Regions from separate parts of the Sus scrofa genome. Here all the other regions are linked to region 4. A link is a contact called in public HiChIP or PLAC-seq data. All regions are on one chromosome and are shown on one strand. Each heading gives the region's core, a stretch centred on a gene start, on an enhancer-like site or on the middle of the called end of the contact. The rest is flanking DNA. Distances are from core to core; before and after follow the strand shown. Region 1 overlaps SERTAD2 (SERTA domain-containing protein 2). Region 2 overlaps LOC102160963 (a long non-coding RNA gene). Region 3 has its middle 110 kb from the start of SLC1A4. Region 4 has its middle 20 kb from the start of VPS54.

Evidence for each region. HiChIP or PLAC-seq counts read pairs in DNA pulled down with a chosen protein or histone mark.
Region 1: a contact with region 4 is called in an H3K27ac HiChIP or PLAC-seq map of alveolar macrophages. The contact joins two enhancer-like sites. A contact is called at or near these places in 1 of 47 Hi-C or Micro-C datasets (embryonic fibroblasts) and 1 of 2 datasets of contacts at active chromatin or transcription factors (alveolar macrophages).
Region 2: a contact with region 4 is called in an H3K27ac HiChIP or PLAC-seq map of alveolar macrophages. The contact joins two enhancer-like sites. A contact is called at or near these places in 1 of 47 Hi-C or Micro-C datasets (embryonic fibroblasts) and 1 of 2 datasets of contacts at active chromatin or transcription factors (alveolar macrophages).
Region 3: an H3K27ac HiChIP or PLAC-seq map of alveolar macrophages shows a contact between it and region 4. The contact joins two enhancer-like sites. A contact is called at or near these places in 5 of 47 Hi-C or Micro-C datasets (embryonic fibroblasts, epiblast stem cells, omental adipose tissue and 2 more) and 2 of 2 datasets of contacts at active chromatin or transcription factors (alveolar macrophages and skeletal muscle).

What each region holds. Positions count from the first base shown.
Region 1 is chr3:77,307,673-77,313,360 of Sscrofa11.1, reverse strand. SERTAD2 (SERTA domain-containing protein 2) reads right to left here. Exons shown (of 2, transcript XM_005662514.3): 2 at 1-1,224. The coding sequence starts at 1,220. The coding sequence ends at 282. Among named protein-coding and RNA genes, the nearest start is that of AFTPH, 110 kb to the left of the region's middle. Within about 2 kb of position 1,365, at least 9 of the 83 cell types and tissues checked have an H3K27ac peak or open chromatin away from gene starts, as enhancers often do. A contact at or near this core is called in alveolar macrophages, where this site is marked.
Region 2 is chr3:77,179,381-77,184,542 of Sscrofa11.1, reverse strand. All of the region lies in intron 2 of LOC102160963 (a long non-coding RNA gene), which reads left to right. Among named protein-coding and RNA genes, the nearest start is that of SERTAD2, 11 kb to the left of the region's middle. Within about 2 kb of position 1,457, at least 3 of the 83 cell types and tissues checked have an H3K27ac peak or open chromatin away from gene starts, as enhancers often do. A contact at or near this core is called in alveolar macrophages, where this site is marked.
Region 3 is chr3:77,074,172-77,079,485 of Sscrofa11.1, reverse strand. No RefSeq gene overlaps it. Among named protein-coding and RNA genes, the nearest start is that of SLC1A4, 110 kb to the right of the region's middle. Within about 2 kb of position 1,960, at least 58 of the 83 cell types and tissues checked have an H3K27ac peak or open chromatin away from gene starts, as enhancers often do. A contact at or near this core is called in alveolar macrophages, where this site is marked.
Region 4 is chr3:77,833,028-77,838,611 of Sscrofa11.1, reverse strand. No RefSeq gene overlaps it. Among named protein-coding and RNA genes, the nearest start is that of VPS54, 20 kb to the left of the region's middle. Within about 2 kb of position 2,686, at least 5 of the 83 cell types and tissues checked have an H3K27ac peak or open chromatin away from gene starts, as enhancers often do. A contact at or near this core is called in alveolar macrophages, where this site is marked.

The sequences.
Region 1 (5,688 bases), core at 116-2,615, 520 kb after region 4:
TTATTCCTTGTGCTTCACTTGAACTGTTTATTTTTGTCATTCAATATAGCGACATTGTCTTCAAATGTATTCTTTCCTATTCCCGGGTAGTAGGTCTCCGAGGAACCACTCAAAAGAGCATATTAAAAAGTGGTCATACGTGGATGAAGGCACTCCAACTCTGCTCAAAGCAAAAACTAGTGTGATCCTTTTGTAGAATGTTTCTTTTCTTGGAAAAAGGCAAGCAAGGGTGCATGCACAGTGCGGAGAGCTGTCGGGGTGCAGGGGCGCGGCCGCGGGGCTCAGGACCCGACCAGCACCTCCATGATATGGTCCAGCTCTGTGAGGTCCATCTTGAAAGGCTGGCTCGGGGTGACTGGCTGGCTGCTGTAGGGTGCCAGCGTCTTGAGGAGGTCGTCCGCCGACACCGGGGCCATTTTCGAGGATGTCCCCGATGCGGACGTGCAGGGGTCAAAGTCGTACATGGATGTGTCGATGTCGGCAAACAGGATGTCGTCCAGGGTCAAGTCCGTCAGGAACCCCGTGGACGTGGTGATCTCGAAGTTGCCGGGCAGGGAGTCCATCAGTTTGGGGTCGTCGGGCCGGGAGTCCCCCTCGGGTCTCTGAGCGCCGGCCCCACCGGAGCCCCCTTTCGAGCCGTCCGTCGCGGCCTCCGCGGAGGTAGGTGTGGGACAGAGCTCCTCGATCTCGTCCAGGGCGGAGGAGAAGCTGTCCTTTTCCGGCGGGAGGGCAGGAGGCGCGAGTCGGGCGGGGGCCACGGGCGGCGCGGCGGGGGAAGTGCAAAAAGTGTCATCGTAGTCCTCAAGCAGCGAGGCAGGGGTGAGGCAGGCCTCTAGGGGCGCGGGGCCGCCCAGCTCGCAGGGGGGCGCGGGCGGGGCCGCGGGGGCGCTGAAGGCAGGCGGTGCCTCCCGGGAGCCAGCGCCCAAGCCGGCGCCCCTCGGGTCAGGCGGTGAGGAGGCGGGGAACGCGGGCCTCAGGCTGCCTTCCTGCTTCAGCTCCTCCTGGATCCGCCGCAGCATGTTGTTGATGAGCACAGTCTTTTGCAAGCTGGGCTCTGTGAGGGGCCTGTGGTTGTAGAGTTTCATAAGGGAAATGTTGAAGATAGTCTGGCGCTGTAAGGTGTAAGACACCTTGGACGGACCGTCGGAGGGGGACACGATTTTGCCTTCCAGCCCATCTTCATGCTCATCAAACTTCCGTTTTCCTCCTTTCCCCAACATATATCTGCCAAGGAGAGAAGAAAGAGATGGAATCAATCCCACAAAAACTCATTTTCACCATCAACAAGACGCTGATTCAGAGGTCGGGACTTGGACTCGGGTTCCCTGCCCAGGGCTGGTTACAACAGACGAATTCATTGGGAAATCTACCTTTGTGTGCCGGTGGAGCAATTTTTATCACTCGGTAGTCTGTTGAATGTTATTTCTTGAGAAATGTGTACTGCACAGCCAAGTTACTCGTTACCATGGAAACCGTGATTTTGACTTTCTCCGCTGCTGCGCTTGCATTTGCTTGCCTGTGGTTACCATGCAGGTTCAACTTCCCACCCCAGGTTTATTTTTAAAGACCAAGAAAATACTTACAATGCCATGACCTATACACATAAAGGCATCATGGACTACAGCTTTAACACACCCGGCATGATAAAAAGAACCCAGTTGGAGAAAGGGGAACATGTACAATTTTGGTAGAACTGCCTGTACTTTCAAAACGCCTTTTCCTTCCTTGTAATGCATAGAGCCTTTTGGCTGTTTGGTGACATGGCAAAGCACTTGGGCTGTGTTAAATGGCCACAGTGATTGGGCTGCCACTGCTTTTCAGTCTAGAATCCAGGAGAGAAATGTGTATTTCCAGCCCAAGTTTTCCTGTGGCTCAATGTCATTACATACAGTCATGTCTGAGTGCAGCTGGACTAATTTAAAAGAAATTTGCTCTGATTATAAGCATTGCTGTTTGGGTACTCGAGACAGTTCCTAACAAAATACCTACAGTGATTCCAGAGATACATACGGATTTCAAAGAAACAAAGACCTCTTTTTTTTTTTTTTTCTTTAAACCTTTTTGAACACCCAGCAGCACATGGAGTTCCCAGGCCACAGATCAGATCTGAGCCGCAGTTGTGACCAATACTGCAGCTGTGGCAAGGGGCGGGGGGATCCTTTAACCCAATGTGCCAGGCTGGGAATCGAACCTGTGTCCTGATGCTGCAAGAGACCCTGCTGATCCCACGGCACCACAGCAGGAACTCCAACGACTTTCTTTTCTCAACTTTGAGAATTCAGGGATGGGCTGGATTTTAACTCCTGCCCACCTCACCTGACACTCACAGCCTTGGTGGCCTCCTGGGGTCCTCTGGCCTGAGTGAGGACACCCCTAGCTGCCTGTACCTTCTGGAGAGTGGCTGTTCCTCTCTGAACTTCTATTATCTAAACAGAGCAATCACAAGTCCACTGGCTTTTGCCTCAGAGACCTCACTTTCTAACCATTTAGTCAACAAAGCGATCTGTATGTCATTCAGACTGGGAGACAGTTCTAATTAGGCCAGGCCTGTGCTTGCTCCCTCAGCTCCTCTACAACCCTTACCCACAGGCGCGCGTGTTAACACTCTCCTCAAGGACACTCACTCCTTGTGATATTGTCACACACAAGAAAGTGATTTGTGGGAGTTCCCTTTGGGGCTCAGCGGTTAACAAATCCAACTAGGATCCATGAGGTTGCGGGTTCGATCCCTGGCCTCGCTCAGTGGGTTAAGGATCCGGTGTTGCTGTGAGCTGTGGTGTAGGTCGCAGATGAGGCACGGATCCCGAGTTGTTGTGGCTGTGGCGTAAGCTGTCGGCTGTAACTCTGATTCGACTCCTAGCCTGGGAACTACCATATGCCGAGGATGTGGCCCTAGAAAGCAAAAAAAAAGAGAGAGAGAGAGAGAAAGCGCTTTGTAGTTATCTAGTTTCCTTGTAAAGGCGATCCGCCTTTTTCTGAATTGCCTCATTCGATCCTTTAACTCATACCGCATCCATGCTGTCTTGGACACTCTGCCACAAAGTGGGTAGTCCTGCAGGGAAATAAAACCTGGTCTTCGAGGGGCTCAACATCTCCTATGCCTCATTATCATTCAGAATTATGAGTCTCATCCTAAAGGAATAAGGCCGACCATAATAAAACATAGAACCTCCTTCCAAGGCTTTGTGAAAGGCCATACTGTCCCTCCAGGCAGACAGACAGACAGTGGACACGGAGCCTGGCACACAAGTCCGACTTGGGGTGACTGCCTTTGTGCCTCAGTCTCCAGGAGAGAAGATAGAAGACAGCTGCAGCCCACCAAGGTGAGAATCAGCTTGAGACTTCTGTTAACACTCAGAAAGAATGTGGCGTTACTTGTAGGAAACACTTCCCCTCATTTTGTAAACATTAAGAAAATGGCTGTCAGTCACCAGGACCAAAGACCAATCCCATAATTAACTGTTCTCTGAGGCAAGGAAGGTATGATAGTAACAACTCGCTTATCTAACGCTTCACATGACAGAAACATTTCCTATTGTTCAGTGCTAAAAGTCTCATTTGTATATACACTTTGCATACGACACTTCCTATCGAAAGTATCTGCCTGCGTTTAAAACTGAGTGTGAATCAGAGGAGGCGATTTCATTTCACGTTACAAAACACTTTCTACTTTATGCATCAGAAGTCTTACCAGACAACTGTGTTTTGAAACAGATAACTGTATTCACAATTATACAATGTGCATTTGCTTACAATTTAAGCATTTAAATGTCACTTCAAGAAATACTCCATTTTTACCAAAGAGCTCATCAAATGCATTTAATCATCATTTAAAGCTTCAATATAATCTATATAATGTTTATGCTATAATATGAATGTATCCATACATCCAAACATGTGTGAGAGTACATGTGCCCCCCCCCCAAAATAGTGTTTCTCAAAGTGTAGTCCATAGATGGAGCCAATCTGTAAACGGTTACTAGTTCTGGAGTCCCTGCTCTGGCAAAACCTGATTGGTGGTGTCTCTGCAGCACCAGGATACAGGTTTGCACCTTGGCCAGGCACAGTGGGATGAAGGATCCCAGGCAGGTCACAATTTTGACTTGTCTCTGGCCTGGGAACTCCATGTGCCACAAGGGGGCCAAAAAAGAAAGAAAGAAAGAAAGAAACAAACAAACAAACAAAAAAACCAAGCAAACAAAAAACTGTTACCAGTTCATGATGAGGTAAATAGAGACACTGTACTGTTTAGAAGCTTTTTATAACAGATTTACAGAGTAATTGTATCTCTGCAAATCTGACTTTTAAAAATGAGGCTCCTACTTTGTACTGATTTCATTTTTCTAGTCTCGTGTTTTACTGAAGTATCAGTCTCTAAAGAAGGAAAACACAACCAAGACGGTACTTCATCACAGAAAGTTTGAGAAGCACTGTCCCAAAATGTAACCTAAATACACACCTCAAAACAATTTAGTAAGCTCGTTACCACTCTGAACATGTACTGGGTTTTCTGGAGAAGTAACACTTAGGAAAGACGACGTAGACTTTTCCTTTCTTTTAGTCATCCACAGAGAGCTGTCTTTTAAAGACTTGAGGCCAGGAAAAACAACAGGACTTTCTCAATAACTCACATTTCTCTAGAAATAACCCCCAAGCCCACAGAACTCAAATATTTAAAAAGCACACGCTACTAGAGGCACTTAGCAGAATTCCCATAGCTGAGGGAGATCTGTGGATAGTTTTCAGAGACTGCACTGCGAGAAGCACCTAATTTCCAATTAGAATGATTGAGCTGGTCACAGCTGTGTGATAATCCTAATGACTTAGAGAAAGCCTGATAAGACATTTGTAATGCTGTCTAGAAGGGGAAGGAGGGGGCCCCATGTAAGCAAAATCTGTGAGCAGAAACAGGCAGATGAATTGAATCTTGGATGCTTCTCAAATGTGTAAATAAGGACTCATGATAGAGTATGTCTCGAAGCAGGTTTGCCTTCATTTTTCTGTTTCATTTTATGAGGCAAGACCGGCTCTACACACCCAGTAAGATTGCAAAATGCACACAATCCCGATTTGTAATCCAGAATGTAGAATTCTACCTACACTGGTACAGAAAGGAGTGAAATACAACAGAGCAAAATCTAATCCACATTCCCACTTAGCACTTTAACATTTAAAAAGTTTATTTTTTCCTTTCTTTTTACAGCCACACCTGTGCCATATGGAGCTTCCCAGGCTAGGTGTTGAATTGGAGCTACTGCTGCCTGCCTACACCACAGCCACAGCAAGGCAGGATCCTTAACCTGCTGAGCTAGGCCAGGGATTGAACCCACATCCTTATGGACACTATGTCAGGTTCTTATCCCACTGAGCCACAATGGGAACGCCTAAGAAGTTTTCCGTGTATGTGTGTGTGTGTTTTGTTTTAAATTTGTATAGAGCTAAAGTTTCCCCAAAGTTTGCCTTATGCGCTGTTAAGAGTCCCGTCTTCCAGCTGATTACCTTTGGGAGAGGGCTTGGCTCCTGAGAGTGGGAGGGAAGTGAGAAGGACTTTGCCTGTGTGAATGGGAGCAGGCACAGGACCAAGACAAGCCTCTCAAGAACCCAGGGGCCAGGCTGCCCAGAGCCTTCCCCTCAGGCTCTTTTAGAAAACAGCAACAGCTCTTCAAGCCACTGGAGAGGCACGTGACC
Region 2 (5,162 bases), core at 208-2,707, 650 kb after region 4:
GATTCAGTCCCCGGCCTGAGTACTTCCATATGTCGCAAGTGCAGCCAAAAAAGAAATAAAAATAAAAACACTGACCTAAAAATGTGTTTGCTTATGTTTTTATATACCTCCTAGTGTGCTGTCATTGCTAATAATAAACATAAGGATGAAACAACAGTAGTAACTGTAGTATTAGCTTTGTGTCAATAGCGGTAGATACAAAAGCCTTTTAAAGTTGATGGAGAGACAGGAGATGGAAAAAGACAATGAGCTGTAGAGATTTAGGTTAGATAGCAGTAATAGCTCCCTGAAATCAGGGTTGACAAACAAGTGAAGGAGTTACCAGAAGGTTTGGGGATAGATAGGTAATTTTCCAAAAATATTTAGGGGTTTTCTAACCTAAAGACGGGAATGGATGCAATGACTCTTGAAGTTTCTCCCAGCCCTCTCAGGTTATGAATCTCCCCCAACGTGTGCATTTTGGAAACGCAATTGATCACCACAAAAGTACACTGAGAATAGCCCCTGTTTGGGTTATACTGCCTAAAAGCCTATCTATGCCCAAAGCTTTCCTTTTCTTTTTCTTTTTTTTTTTTTTAATGGCCACACTGCTGCAGAAGTTAGGAACTTCCTAGGCGAGGTACTGAACCCTCACCTTCACAGTGACTAGAACCACTGCAGTCAGATTCTTAACCCACTGTGGGAGTTCTCACAGTGGGAACTCCCTAAATCTTCCCTTAATGGCTCATTACCACCATATGAAGTTCTAACACTTAGTAATGGCTATGATTTCATGGCCTTCAGGGAGCTTCCCTGAGCCCAGGTTGGAAGCTCCACAGGCAGAGAGTACAGGAAGCCCAGCGGCCCACACTTCTTCCTAGCAGACTGAGCAACAGCTGCAGGCTTCTCTCTGACTGGCTCTGGGTCCCTGATTTCTGCAGAAGCAGAATGTGATCTGGCAGAGATGATCGTCTGCAGGATTGCATATCTCAGGACTCCTATTTACGGTCTGTAACACTCATCACAGTATTGGGACATTAATGTTAGCTCACATCTATTACCTAAACCTAACCCTAAAAAGGCTAATGATTTATCCATCTGTAGTTTCTGTACCTCCTAGGAGCTGTGTAATCCAATCATTCCATATTTGTTCAACCATTACTTTGCCGGGGTCTAGGGAGTCTTGGGAGATGAATTCAGAAAAGTAGATTGACCCCAGATTATAGAACCTTAAATGCCTGACCTAGTGTTTCAATCCATAGGATAAGGCAACAGGGAGCCTTTCAAGGTGTTTGAGAACTGGAATAGCATGACGAAAAGGGTGTTTTAAATTTAACTGAGCAAACACTTACTGAGGAAAAGGACAGCTATCAAGGCCCTGCTATAGGAGAGTACTATGGTAACCCAAGGGGAAGAAAGTCCTTGCCTTCAAGGAATTTATAGTCCTTCTGTTTTTGTTTTTAATGAGGGGGCAGTATTCAGTGTGGTTTTTCTGCATTTCCTCTACCCCAGCCTGTTCCCTCAGGGTATAGAAATTGCACAGCAAAGATTTAGAGAGTAGAGTCATCTCTTAACTTCCAGGTTTCAAAATGGGCTTTCGAACTCACAGCAGAGACAAGTTTTAGAAAAAAAGGCTTGGGTTTCCATGAGCTACAAGACAACATAAATGATAGATATGAAACTATAATGTTTAGGGCCTGAAAAAAGTGCTATTAAATGTTTTCCCTTTCTTCCACAGTCTCTCTCTCTCAACTTGCCAGGTTTTTTAAAAAATGTTATTTAATGTTATTCTAAGTAAGCAAAAATCAAAATTATTAGCCCGAATTTTATTATTTTTCTATTGTGAAATATCAGGGGTTTTTTTGGTTTTGTTTTTGCCACACCTATGGCATATGGAAATTCCTGGGCCAGGGATTGAATCTGAGCTGCAGCTGAGACCTGCTTCAGGCTGTGGCAATGCTGGATCTTTTAACCCACTGCGCCAGGCATGGGATCAAACCCGTGATTCTTCAATGAACCCCGTGGTTACAGTCGGATCCTTAACCCACTGTGCCACAGCAGGAACTCCCAAAATAGCAGTTTTAAATGCAAATATCAGCGCATTTAACTTATGAGCAGAATCACTAAAAATATCTAATTCATATTTTGTAACTAGTAGGTGATTATATATTTCCTTCTTACCAGAACAGTGGAAATGCTGCACAAAACTAATTCAGCTGTTTTTTTTTTTAATCTCACTATTATTTATTTATTTATTTTGGCTACACTCATAGGATGTGGAATTTCCCAGGCCAGGGATCGAACCCTGCCTTCAACTTACTGATGTCTAAGCACTGAATGGAAAAGGAACTATGGGGTGCCTGGTTTTTTTTGTTTTTTTTTGTTTTTGTTTTTGTTTTTGTCTTTTTAGGGCTGCACCCCCGGCATATGGAGGTTCCCACGCTAGGGGTCAAACTGGAACTATAGCTGCCAGCCTACGCCGCAGCCACAGCAACACTAGATCCTTAACCCACTGAACACGGCCAGGGATGAAACCCACAACTTCATGGTTCCTAGTCGGATTTGTTTCTGCTGCACCATGACTGGAACTCTTAGGGTGCCCTGTATTTCCCTTCCCTTCTATATCTTCATGTTCAGCATATGTGATTGGCTAATACAAGGAGTATCAAAAGTAAAAAAGGATATAAGTTTCCTTAACTGTTCCTGTCTTTAGAATACCATTGCCCTTTTCCTGTCTTCAAAACAAGTCCTGGTTTGAATGGAAGGCAAGAACTCTCAGGGCTGTCAGCACCCACACTTATTCAGTCAAAGATGAAACACTGCTCCCATCTTGCTGAGCTCCCAAGCATGTGGGACAACCAGAATTCTGTGCTCATGGGGCAACAAGAACAGCAGCCATACACCACATGCATATGTCCTCCGCTCATGCCCCGCTGGACTTCGCATGCAAAACATAGGTTCAAAAATAAAATCAAGGGAGTTCCTGTCGTGGCGCAGTGGTAACACACCTGACTAGTATCCCTGAGGACTCGGGTTCGGTCCCTGGTCTCACTCAGTGGATTAGGGATCTGGCATTGCCATGACCTTTGGTGTAGGTCATAGACGTGGCTCAGATCTGGCATTGCTATGGCTGTGGCGCAGCCAGTGGCTACAGCTCCGATTCAACCCCTAGCCTGGGAACCTCCATATGCCCATGGGTGTAGCACTAAAAAGACAAAAAATAAAAAACACTAATCATCACCTGAGCCTTGAGCAAGTTGTGATTTCTTTGCTAATGTAGGATCTTGCCCTGATGTTGATGGGTGGTGGCTGCTGAAGGCTGGGGTGACTGACAATTTCTTAGAATAAGGCAATGAGAGTTCCCATTGTGGCGCAGCGGAAACGAATCTGACTAGGAACCATGAGGTTGCAGATTTAATCCCTGGCCTCACTCCGTGGGTTAAGAATCTGGCATTGCTCTGGCTGTGATGTGGGCTGGCAGCTCCGATTGGACCCCTAGCCTGGGAACCTCTGTATGCCCCGGATAGGGCCCTAAAAAGCAAAAACAACAACAACAACAAAAACCAAAAACCAAAAAAAAAAAAAAAAAAAAAAAAGAGTAAGGCAATGAAGTTTGCCAGATCAATTGATTCTACCTTTCACAATTTCTCTGCAGCCTGTTTAGTAGAGTTTTACCCATGGTAGAACTTCTTTCAAAATTGGACTTAATCCTCTCAAACCCTGCTGCTGCCTTTATCTACTAGGTTTACGTAATATTTTAAATCCTCTGTTGTCATTTCACCAATCTTCACAGCATCTTCACCAGGAGTAGATTCCATCTCAAGAAGCCAGTTTCTGGAGTTCCCATTGTGGCACAGTGGTTCACGGATCCCACTAGGAACCATGAGGTTGAGGGTTCGATCCCTGCCCTTGCTCAGTGGGTTGAGGACCCGGCATTGCCGTGAGCTGTGGTGTAGGTTGCAGACACGGCTCGGATCCCATGTTGCTGTGGCTCTGGCGCAGGCCGGAGGCTACAGCTCCGATTTGACCCCTATCCTGGGAACCTCCATATGTTTCAGGAGCAGCCCTAGAAAAGACAAACAACAACAACAACAACAAAAAAAAACAACCAGTTTCTTTGCTCATCCCTAAAAAACAACTCCTCATCTGTTAAAGTTTCCTCATGACATTACAGCAATTCAGTCACATCTTCAGGCTTCACGTCTAAGTCTAGTTTTCCTGCTGTTTTCACTGCACTTCTTCCACTGAAGTCTTGAACTCCTCAAAGTCAACCATGAGAGTTGAAATCAACTTCTTCAAAATTCTTGCTGATATTTTGACCTCTTCCCATGAATCACAAATGTTATTAATGGCATCTAGAATCATGAATCCTTTTCAGAAGGTTTTCTTTTTTCTTTTTCTTTTTTTTTTCTTTTTTTGGCTTTTTAGTGCTGCACTCGTGGCACATGGAAGTTCCCAGGTTAGGGGTCGATTAGAGCTACAGCTGCAGGCCTACACCACAGCTCACAGCAATGCTAGATTCTTAACCCAGTGATCCAGGCCAGGGACCGAAACTGAAACCTCATGGTTCCCAGTTGGATTCATGTCTGCTGTGCCACTACAGGAACTCCCCATAAGGTTTTCAATTGACTTTGCTCAGATCCATCAAAGGCATCACTATCTGTGGCAGGGATAACCTTATGAAATGTATTTCTTCAGTAAGACTCGAAAGTAGAAATTATTCTTTGATCCATGGGCTGCAGAATGGATGTTCTGTTAGTAGGCATGGAAACGGTATTAATCTCATTGTACATCTCCATCAGAGTTCTTGGGTGACCAGGCGCATTGTCAACGAGCAGTAATGTTTTGAAAGGAATCTTTTTTTCTGAGCACTAAGTCTCAACGTCTTAAAATAGTAAATCTTATTGTAAACAGATGTGCTGTCATCCAGGCTTTGTTGTTCCATTTATAGGGCACAGGCAGAGTAGATTTAGCATAATTCTTAAGGGCTCTAGGATTTTTGGAATGGTAAATTAGCATTGGCTTCAATTTCAAGTCACCAGCTACGTTAGCCTCTGATAATGTCCTTTGAAGCTTTGAAACGAGGCTCTGACTTCTCCTCTCTAGCTATGAAAGTCCTAGATGGTGTCTTCTTCCAATAGAAGGCTGTTTCATCCACACTGAAAATCTGTTGTTGTTTAGTG
Region 3 (5,314 bases), core at 711-3,210, 760 kb after region 4:
TTTCTTGGCTCTGAGAAAGACTCAGTGCCTGTTGGAGTCTTCTAGGCCTGTGTTGCATTTGCAGCCACCTGGCTCTGACTGGGCGACAGTTCGGCCCTCCTGGGTCAGCCCATCTCCTTCTGCTTGGCCGGCAGAGGAGGCCCTTTGTGTCGTTTGTCCTGGGGCTTGGGAGGGAGGAGGCTCCAAGTTTCTGTCCCCAGCCCTCTGTCCTGGGTTTACCGCAGCTTCAGCCCAGACTCAGGGGTGTCACTGCCTTCCAAAAGCAAGCAGTTCCTGCCTATCTGGCAAAGACAAGAATGTCAAACCTGAACAGCCCCAGCCCCTGTTTCTAAGTCAGACCTATTATACCTGTTCAGTACCTGGGCCTCTCCTGCTAGAAATTTCCAGCTGTTCTGATCTTTCGCATAAGGGCTTGGCAAGGCTGAAAGGTCTGGAAGCGAATGAATTCTGAAAGCCTGAAGAACACCAGGCCTGGGTTGGTGGGTGCCTCTCCCCCTCCCTGCTTAAGGACCCTCTCTCAGACTCCCCCTCATGTCCTACCTTTGGATTCACCTGAGGCAGAGGGCCTGAAGGGGTGCTGGGCCCTGGAGTCCAAGTTCCAGGGGAAAAGAGAGCAGTTTACCATGTGACACTGTGCCCCAGCAAGGGGCCTGAGGGTTGGATGCCCAGTATGGAGAAAGGGTGTGAGCCAAGGCTGCAGGTTCCGGGAGCCAACTTGAGAGCCTGTTTAGGACTTGGACATACAAGTGTAGAACTCAGGTGCCCCCATATGCCCTCATCATCATAGGTGACCCATGCCCTGCCTTGGTGTGAGAAAGCTGTGATTGTTAAAATAATGCATCCTTGAAGTTCTCATTGTGGTTCATCGGTTACGAACCTGACATAGTGTCCATGAGGATGAGTGTTTGATCCCTGGCGTAGCTCAGTGGGTTAAGGATCTGGCATTGCTGCAAACTGTGGCGTAGGTTGCAGATGCTGTTTGGATCTGGCATCGCTGTGGCTGTGGCATAGGCCAGCAGCTGTGGCTCCAATTTGACCCCTAGCCTGGGAACTTGCATATACCACAGGTGTGGCTGTAAAAAGAAAAAAAAAAAGTAATGCATCCTTGACAAAACTTCCTTTCTCTTCGTTCAGACTATAATGTATTTCCCGAGCTCTCCTTTGTTTTTGTTTTTGTTTTAAAGGTACCAGGATCAAAAATATACAGGTAAATACTTGAGTATTTGTAGCTTGTGTTCAGTAACTGGCAGGAGTGTAGAGAAGGAAAAAGGCATTGTTACTGAGGGTTTGCGCTTGACACTTCTTCCACTCTAGTACACGTACAGGAGATAAAGTAGGTAGTTGGAAGGATGCCCTGCCTGTGCTCCATCCTTCCAGCCCAGCATATATTTCCCGGCTCTCTTCCCCCAAGGTTGCTGAACCCCCCCCCCCCCCCAGCTGACTTCTGCCTTGGGAGTGAGGAGCTGCAGGGAATGTCCAGACTGGGGTGTATTGGTAAGTTGTGTTAGGCTTTTCCTTTGAACCCAGGCTATTCCCTGGACGGTGGGCGGAACCCAATAGTGGAGCTGCAGTTCTCCTCTGGGGCCGCGAGGGTAGTTGACAGGTCCCAATGACTGGATTTTGGCTGTCCTCTGGCTAATACAAGAGGACGTGCACACCCTTCGCCCAGTTGGGTCCTTACACCACCCCACTCCGAGGTGGACAGGGACCACCTCGCATAAGGAAATCGAGGCTCAGAGATTCCACGACTGCCCCCTTTCAGCCAGTTAAAGACCCCGCAAACGCAAGCGTCCTGTCTCCCGGGCTGAGGATCCGTCCTGACTTGGCCCTCTGGGTGTCGCGTTCTGCACGGCTCATCTGCGCCGCTCATCAGTCCCCTGGCACAGCCTTGGCTTCCCCCGCTCGGGAGAGAGAGCGGGTGTTTCTGGGCTGGGCCGGGCGGCACAGCACGCAGGGCACGGAGAGCACAGGCTGGGAGCTGGAGCCGAGGGCGGGCTCGCAGCCGGGCTGGCCTTCGCTCCGGGTGCCCCAGCTCCCGCCCGCGGGGTGGCGCCGGGAGGGCCCCGCGGCTCCCGGCGGAGGCTCGGGCCACCGCCATTGGACGCTGAGCCCCGGGTCGGGAGGGGGCGCGGGCCCAGGCGTCAGGTTACTCTGCCCAAGCGGCCGTGGGGGAGGGGCGGCTGCGGCAGCTGGCCAGGGGGTGTGGGGGCGGGGGCCTCGGGCGGAAGGACCCCCCTCCCCCCAGGACAGGCCCCATTCTTGGCCTTAAAGGGAAACCATGACCGCGCTTGTATCCAACTCCTGTAACAAACATTTGTGAAAACTCATTACGTGTCAGGTGCTGTGCTGGACTTGGGTGCGTGTAAAGTGGCATTGCTGGGGTTCTGCCCAAACTTGCCTCTAACTGAGGAAATAAATCCACACGGAAGAAGAACGCTGAAGACACCAGGAAGTAGATGATAAGGCCTGAGAAAACATGAGTAACCAAAAGTTATACGGGTTCCTGGAAAAGGAAGTCTCTCTCCTCCCCCATCCTCGGCGTAATCTGGAAAGCTGCCGCAAAGAGGCCAGGTGTGGCTGCCTTGGCACCTCCCCCAGGGAAGGGGGACCTGCCAATGGTGAGGGAGAGCCATCCCATCATGCCTCGCAGCCACTGGCCTCAGAACCATCCCCTTCTGACGCTGTCGAATGTCCCCTACCCACTCCCACTGCAGCCTGCAAGCCTGCCCTGTCTTCCCAAGAGCTCCCACTGCCTCTAGTCTCCATCTGCTCCAAGGCTAAAGCCTTCCTCCTGAAGGCTGGTCTGGCCCTCGAGGACACTGCCGGTCCACAGCCCTCTTCAACGAAGTTCTTTTCTCCTCAGGCCATGCTTTAGGACTGGAGATGACTCCTCACTCACCAGTGAAGCTTCCAATCTGCTGCTTCGCCATCTCCCTTCAAAAACCCAGCTCCGGAGTTCCCGTCGTGGCGCAGTGGTTAACGAATCCAACTAGGAACCATGAGGTTGCAGGTTCGATCCCTGGCCACGCTCAGTGGGTTAAGGATCTGGCATTGCCGTGAGCTGTGGTGTAGGTTGCAGACACGGCTCAGATCCTGAGTTGCTGTGGCTCTGGTGTAGACCAGCAGCTACAGCTCTGATTTGACCCCTAGCCTGGGAACCTCCATATGCCATGGGAGCAGCCCTAGAAAAGGCAAAAAGACAAAAACAAAAAAAACCCCAGCTCCTTGGAGTTTTCTGGTGGCTCAGCTGGTTTAAGATCCAGTGTTGTCACTGCTGTGGCTTTCATCCCTGCTGTGGCATTGGTTCTGTCTCTGGCCTGGGAACTTCCACATGCCACAGCTGTGGCCAAAAACAAACAAAAAGAAACAAAAAACCCAGCTCCTTTGAAATACGTGTCAATAATAAGGTGACACCACTTCTAGTTAGTGTCACCTTATGCTACTGGTCACTTCCTCTATCCTGTAGTGATTTCAGTACTGGGTTCTTTCTCCTCCACTGTCATCATTCTTGGGGACTTCAACATCAATGTTTATGATCTTGGCCCTAGTAATACATTTTCTGTCCCACCCTAGCCTCACCATCACACCCTAGACCTGGGAATCATGAATGTCTACATCTTCTCTAAAATCCCAGATTCAAATATCCCACTACCTGCCAGCCTGCTAACTCATTTACTCACTCTGGTTCTTCCACTAGCTCTCCTGCCTGAGACCTCCAATCCATTGCTGTATTGTTTCCTGACTATCTCCCCTCAGGTCTTCACTTAGTCAGCTGAGAGTCCACGATCCAGCATGGGAAATCTCCCTTGCAAACACTCTTAACTCCTAACACCAGTCTCTCTCCATCATAATCACCTGGCGAAAACCCAACTGTGGTTAAATCAAACTGTTTACTTCACACCTGCAACCAAGCAGTTTGCACACTGCTGAAGAAAACTGCCCAGCTACTCTCAATGGACTCACATCAAATTTATGTGCATACATTTCCAAAGGGATTTGAACTGCTGGGCAATCCTACTACCATTTCTTAGAAAATCCCTTTTCCGCTGTCTCCATAGTGCAGCAATTTCTTTCTCCTCTTCTGCATATTTTCAACCCCCCCCTTCACTGTCAGTCTGATCTCGGACTATACTTCATAGAGAAAATAGGTACAGACAGACCAACTGCCTGCTCTTCCTCCCACCAAAGCCACTAGAATGCTTGCACTCTGTGTTCCCTCCGCCCATCTGTGGCCAAGCCCTCCATCTATGTCCTGGGCCTCTTCCCCTTTCACCAGCACAAGCATTCCCTTTCTTTCATGCATCATCAATTTCTTCCTCTCTACTCTATCCTTCCTACTGAAGCCAAACAGGACTATGTCCTTCAATTTAAACAGATATTAGCCTTAAACTCCCATTTCCTTCTGCTGACTGAACCATTTTGCTGCCCCTCTTCGGAGTGAATGCTCCTGGGAGAGTTGTCTATATACTCACATTTCTCTTCCTCACCTCCCATTCTCACATCCACCGGCTCCAGGGTTTTTTTCCTTACCATTCCCTTGCAATCAATCTTAGGATGCCAAGGACCTACATCTTGACTAGATTAGTGACCAGTTCATGGTCCCCATTTCTTCTGGTCTCCCTGTGGCATTGAACATGTTTGACCACACCATGATAGATTGAATTATTGGCCATAATGCTTGTCACTCCTCCCTGAGTTCTTATTGTGTGACTCTGCAGTCCCTCGTGATTTAGACATGGCTGTGTGACCTATTTTGGATAAGTGAAGGTAGGAGGAAGTGACATGGTACAGTTCTAAGCCTACGTCTTAGGAGACATTTCCACCTGCCTACTTGTGCCAGTGTTATCACCACTGCCCTAACTGGCCTACTGGTGCAAGGATGATGAGGGATGTGTATCTAGAGGAGACTCAGGAAAGGTCAGCCTTATCCACCTGACTCCCAGATGGTGAGTAAAATAAATATTTACTCTTGTATGTCATTGAGATTTTTTTTTTGTGGTTGTTAACCTACTAATAGCTAACTGATACATCCTCCTCCTTGAAATACATCCTTTGTTGAGTTTCCTCAGAATCACCATTTTTTCTTCTAGCTTCACAGGTCATCCATCTCAGTCTTGCTTGCTTGTTTTTCCTTTACCAGATCTCTAAATGTTGTAATGGCTTCAGTCTCTGCCCTCTTTCTTTTAGTTTTACTTTTTCCCTAAGTGGAATTATCCAGGCCCATGGCTTCTGAACACTGTTTACATGCTGGGTTTCCAATTTAAATCCTAAGGAGAGATGCCCCTGAACTCCAGACTCAAGCTTGAGTACACAT
Region 4 (5,584 bases), core at 1,437-3,936:
GACTGTCATAAAAATGGAATCAGATAATACATAGCCTCTTAAGTCTGGCATCTTTCATTTAGCATAATACATTTGAGATTCATACATATTGTTGATATATCGATAATGTATTTATTTTTCTTTTTAGGGCTGCACCTGCAGCACATGGAAGTTCCCAGGCTAGGTGGTCAATCAGAGCTGCAGCTGCAGGTCTATACCACAGCCACAGCAATGCCAGATCTGAGCCTCACTTGTTGACCTACACTGCTGCTTGTGTCAATGCCAGATCCTTAACCCACTGAGCAAAAGCCAGGGATTGAATCTGCATCTTCATGGAAACTAGTTCGGTCCTTCAGCTGCTGAGCTACAACAGGAACTCCAATAGTATACTTCTTTTAATTGCTGAGCTGTAGTCCATTGTACAGAGGTGTTATAGCTGAAGAATATTTGGTTTGTTTCTACATTTTGGCTACCATGAACATATACTTTCATTTCTCTTGGGTACATTCCAAGAGTGGGATTATTTGCTCATACAGTAGGTGTGTAACATCATAAAAACGGCCAAACTCTTCCAAAGTTTCTGCAGAATTTTCATGCCCATTAACAATGTATGAGAATTGCTTTGCATCCTAACCAGCACCTGGTATTATAAGTTTTGTTTGTAGAAGCCATTCTAGTGAGTGTGTAGTGGCATCTCATTCTGGTTTTAATTTGTATTTCCCTAATAACCAAAGATGTTATACATCTTTTAGTGTACTTATATGCTATCTGTCCTCTTTGACGAAATATCTGTTGAAAACTTTTTTCCGTAAAAAATTGGGTGGTTTGTCTCAGATAGCTTCCCTTTACTTAAATATTTTTTAAAATCACATAATTAATTTTGTACAAAAACAATAAAATTAAAATTATCCATGAATCCACAACAGGAGGTAACTATTTTTTAAATAGTGGTGTATGTACTTTCAGTCTATTATTTAAGTGTGGATTTACATTTAATATATGAACAAGTTCAGCAAGTAGTAATAAGTCGAATATTACCCCAGGTCCATTTCTATACCTTGCTCACAAAATGCTTACAATAGGAGAATAGAGGCTTCTTCAATGGAGAAATCAAATAGCCTCAGAAAATAATATTTTCATATAGTGGTATTAGATAATTGGTCAATAAAAAGGCAGCTGTACTAAATGATCACCTTAAGGAAAGCCCATTGTTTGACTTTTTCCCTTCACTCCAGCAAGGACCTTCAGTTTATTTTTTACTTGATTTTTCTCACTTAAAAAAAGAACACAGGCCCAAGGGTCACCAGGCAATTAAGACAAGCCCAAAACATCAGAGATAAGAAACAAACAGGAGTTCCCGTCATGGCGCAGTGGTTAAGGAATCCGACTAGGAACCATGAGGTTGCGGGTTCGATCCCTGCCCTTCCTCAGTGGGTTAACGATCCGGCGTTGCCGTGAGCTGTGGTGTAGGTTGCAGACGCGGCTCGGATCCCGCGTTGCTGTGGCCCTGGCGTAGGCTGGCAGCTCAGCTCCGATTAGACCCCTAGCCTGGGAACCTCCATATGCCACGGGAGCAGCCCAAGAAATGTCAAAAAAGACAGAAAAAAAAAAAAAAAAAAGAAACAAACACAAAAGGAACTTGGAGGAAACAAAGATAATATGGATACAGGAAAAAAAAAAAAGATATTTGAAAATTAAAAATATTATCACAGAAATAAAGCCCCAAAGCAGATCAGGAGGGAATATTGAAGACAAAGAAGACAAGGAGATGAAAAGTAGGATAAAAATGTAAGAGACTTAAAAAAAATCAAGCAGAAATTCCATTGTTCAGCTAGTTAGAATTCCAGAGAGGACAGAACAAATATGAAGAAGAAAAAATTATAAACAAAATCCAAAAAGCTTTATCTGATGTGAAGAAGGTGAGTCTCCAGGTTGACATAGTCCAGCCATCCAGCCTAACAAATGAAAAAAGGCCTGTAAGAATGACATGATGAAATAGTAGAGCACTGAGAATAAAATTTATAAGGGCTTCTAAAAAGGGGAAAAATGATTGCAGCAAAAGGAAGAAGAAACAATAACTTTAGGCATCTTAGTATTACTCAATTCTAGAAGTCAACTGAATATTATCTTCAACATTCTGTAGTGAAATTATGTTTAGCTAAGATTTTTTTATGTAACCACTAATACAGTGTGAGAGTAGAATAAAGACATTTTCAGAGATTCATGATCTCAAAAATTTGCTTTGGGAAATTACTATTTCAGAAGGAAATTGCTATTAGAAGGAAATTACTATTTCAGCAATTTAAGAGAGTCAACCAAGAAAGATGACAAGGAGTCCAGGAAACAGGGAGCTGACTCAGAGGATGGTGAAAGAAGTCCTAGAAGAACAATTATGCCTCAAAGTCTGGGTATTTAGCCTGATTAGATGAAGAGGACAGGGGTTTTGTTTTGTTTTGAGGAAAAAAATGGAACTGATAGATTGATGGTTTTGTGTTTGGAGATTTGGAAAAAAATATTGCTAGCCATATGAAGCTTGAAAAAAAGTCTTTATCTCTAATCATAATTGTGTAAATTCTAACTACTGAATTAATCAGAACATTTTTGCCTTGTGGCATTTTTGCCAAAAACCTTGCCATGTGACATTCAAAGATTATGATAAAATTAGTGGGAGGAGTTGTGGAAGGGAAGTGAGGGCAGAAGTTGAGTAACAGAGCTTAATCCTCAACCACCATAACAGGATGTCTTAAACTAGATCAAGAAAGAGCTGAATGAGCAAAGTACTTCAACACAAAGAGGTAAATAACAGATAAAACAGCTAGAGATTGAAAGTGGCAGTCTTTAAGAGCAGTATGGGTAAGAGATGGAGCAGAGGTCCAACTGCATCCCCACATAAGTCTTTTAGAATAATTTATTTTTTAAGAACCATGTGCCTATATTACATTGATGAAAAAAAACACAAAAACTACATTTAAAATATTTGCATAAGCTTTTCAGATAGAATTGGAGTTGATGGCCTAAAGGCTTACTTTTTAAGGTTTTTGCTATATGCTATCAAGTTGTCTCCCAGAGGTTGCTATCACTTTTACTGCCACCAGCATATATGACAATTATCAACTTCCTTACCTCTCCACTAATCTAGGTTATTTTTATCAAATATTTGCCAGTTGGATGGGGCAGAGGGGAGTTTCTAACCATTATTTGAAATACATTTTCTTTAAGGAGTCCTGCTTATGGCTGAGGCTAAATAGCATTCTCTCAGTTTGTTTCCTGTTAAATTTCTGGATTGCTGCTTGATGAAATTATTCATCTTCTATATGAGTATATGTCTTAACATTCTAGGCTTTAGATTTAGAGCAACTGCAAAAATTGCCTTCATTGTGAAGTAACAGAAAAGCTAACATATTTCAAATAGGATTATTTATTATTTAAGTGCCCAAACAAGTGCCTATTCCTAACTTTCCTATTTCTATTAATGTCCCAGTAATTTTGTACCCTTTCTTCTACATTTAGTCAGTCATCTAATTAAACAATTTGACTCTACATAGATTCTTCTACTCGTGTCCTTCCTATCCCCTCTTACCACTCAATTGTTGCTTTTGCTTTCAGGAAGATCTTGATAGATACTTCCAGATTTCCCTTCCAAAAGATTTTATATGAACCAATAGAGTAGAAGAACAACTTTGTCCTTGAACTGTTGACACTTGGTGTCAACCTTTTTGATCTTTACCAATCTAATAGGTGAAAAATAGATGATGTCTCATTTTAATTTGTATTTGTATTGCTTGTGTATGTAGCTAAAAATGTTTGATTTCTGCCTACGCCTCAGTAAACCAGCATTAGGTCACATAGACAGGCTCATTGCCTGGGGGCTCACAAAGCCAGCATTTACTTTACAGCCTTTACAATAGGAGGCAGGGAAGAAGGGGGCTGGAATGGATGTTGAAGGCATCATTTTTTTTTTCATTTACAACTTTTGGGTTTTACAAATTTCCCTATCCTAAGATTGAAATTTTACTCATTTTAACTTTTTTATTATAAAACAATTGAAATACTCAAAAGTGGAACAGAATAATGAACTTTCTGCTGTCTGTTGCACAGCTTAAAAACTAACATCTTATATTTTTATTTCATTTATCCCATGCCTCATTATTTTCCTGAAGTCTTCTAAGATAAAATCTTAGTTACTTCATTATTTCACCAATGAAAACATTAATATGTTTCTCTAACAAGTAAGGATATTTAATGTATAACATATATACATTAAAACTTATGGCTCAGTTAATTTTCACAAATTGAAAACATTCATGTAACTACATCTCATGTCAAGAAATAGAACATTACCAGGAATTCCCATTGTGGCTCAGCGGAGAACCCAACTAGTGGCCGTGAGAATGCTGGTTTGATCCCTGGGCTTGCTCAGTGGGTTAAGGATCTGGTGTTGCCCATGAGTCACGGTGTAGGTCTCAGATATGGCTTGGATCTGGCGTGGCTGTGGCTGTGGCTGTGGTACAGGCTGGCAGCTTTAGCTCCAACTTGACGCCTAGCCTGGGAACTTCCACATGCCACAGTTTCAGGCTTTAAAGTCAAAAAAAAAGGTGGGGGGGGGGAAGGAAAGGAAAGGAAAGTAAGGAATAGAATATTACCAATACTCCACAAATCCCCTTTTTTGTCTTTTCCAGATTACTACTGTACAGGAGGAAAAAGTTTTCCTTGACTCTCTGGAGGTCCCTGGCTGGGTGTGACAATTAAATTGGCAGAGACAGATTTATAGGAGAAAAGCACACAGATGTATTTAACATACATTTTACATGACATGGGAGCCCCCATAAGGAAGTGAAGATCTGGAGAAACAGACCTGAGTACCCTCCGCTAGCATCCATGAGGAGGGGCAGTCAGGGAGGGAGAGCACAGGCTAAGGAGTGTGAGGTGATGTCGTAAACCAGGGTTGTTGTGTGTGGGGGGGGTGGGACTTACAAGCCTCTTAGGATTCTTCTCGGTGACCTTTTGTCTTTGGAAATAAGGATGGCACTTTCCTCCAGGTAGAGGGAGGGCACCTCTCACATGAGAGCTTTACGACCTGTTTCAGAGGAGAAGGATGGGAAGAGGGGTGAGTAGGGAAAGATCAGAGTGACCTCTCTTGTCTTCTTACTCTTCTCAATCCTTTGGTTTAAAATAGGATTTCATTGCATGAAAATTTCATAGGTTTTTAACCATTATATTGATGGATGTTTGGAGAGTTTCCAGCTTTTGGCTATTGCAAAAAGTGCTGCCGTGATGATTCTTTTACAAGTCTTTCTGCACATATGTCTACGTTTTTCTTGTGTGTATACCTAGGAGGACCATCACTGGATGATAGGGTACGCTTATATTGTTTTAGTAGATTCTTTCACTTTTCTAAAATGTTTGTACCAAGTTATAGTCCCATGAGCAGTTTATGAGAATTATAGTTGTTCCACATCTCCATCAACACTTGGCATTGTCAGTTGTTACAAGTTGAGTTCCTTGGGAAGTAGACTCTGAAAATGAAGTTATCATGCAGGGACTTTATTAGGATTGACACCTATAGAAGGGAAAGGGATTTGGCAGGATTGGACAGGAGGAGGAG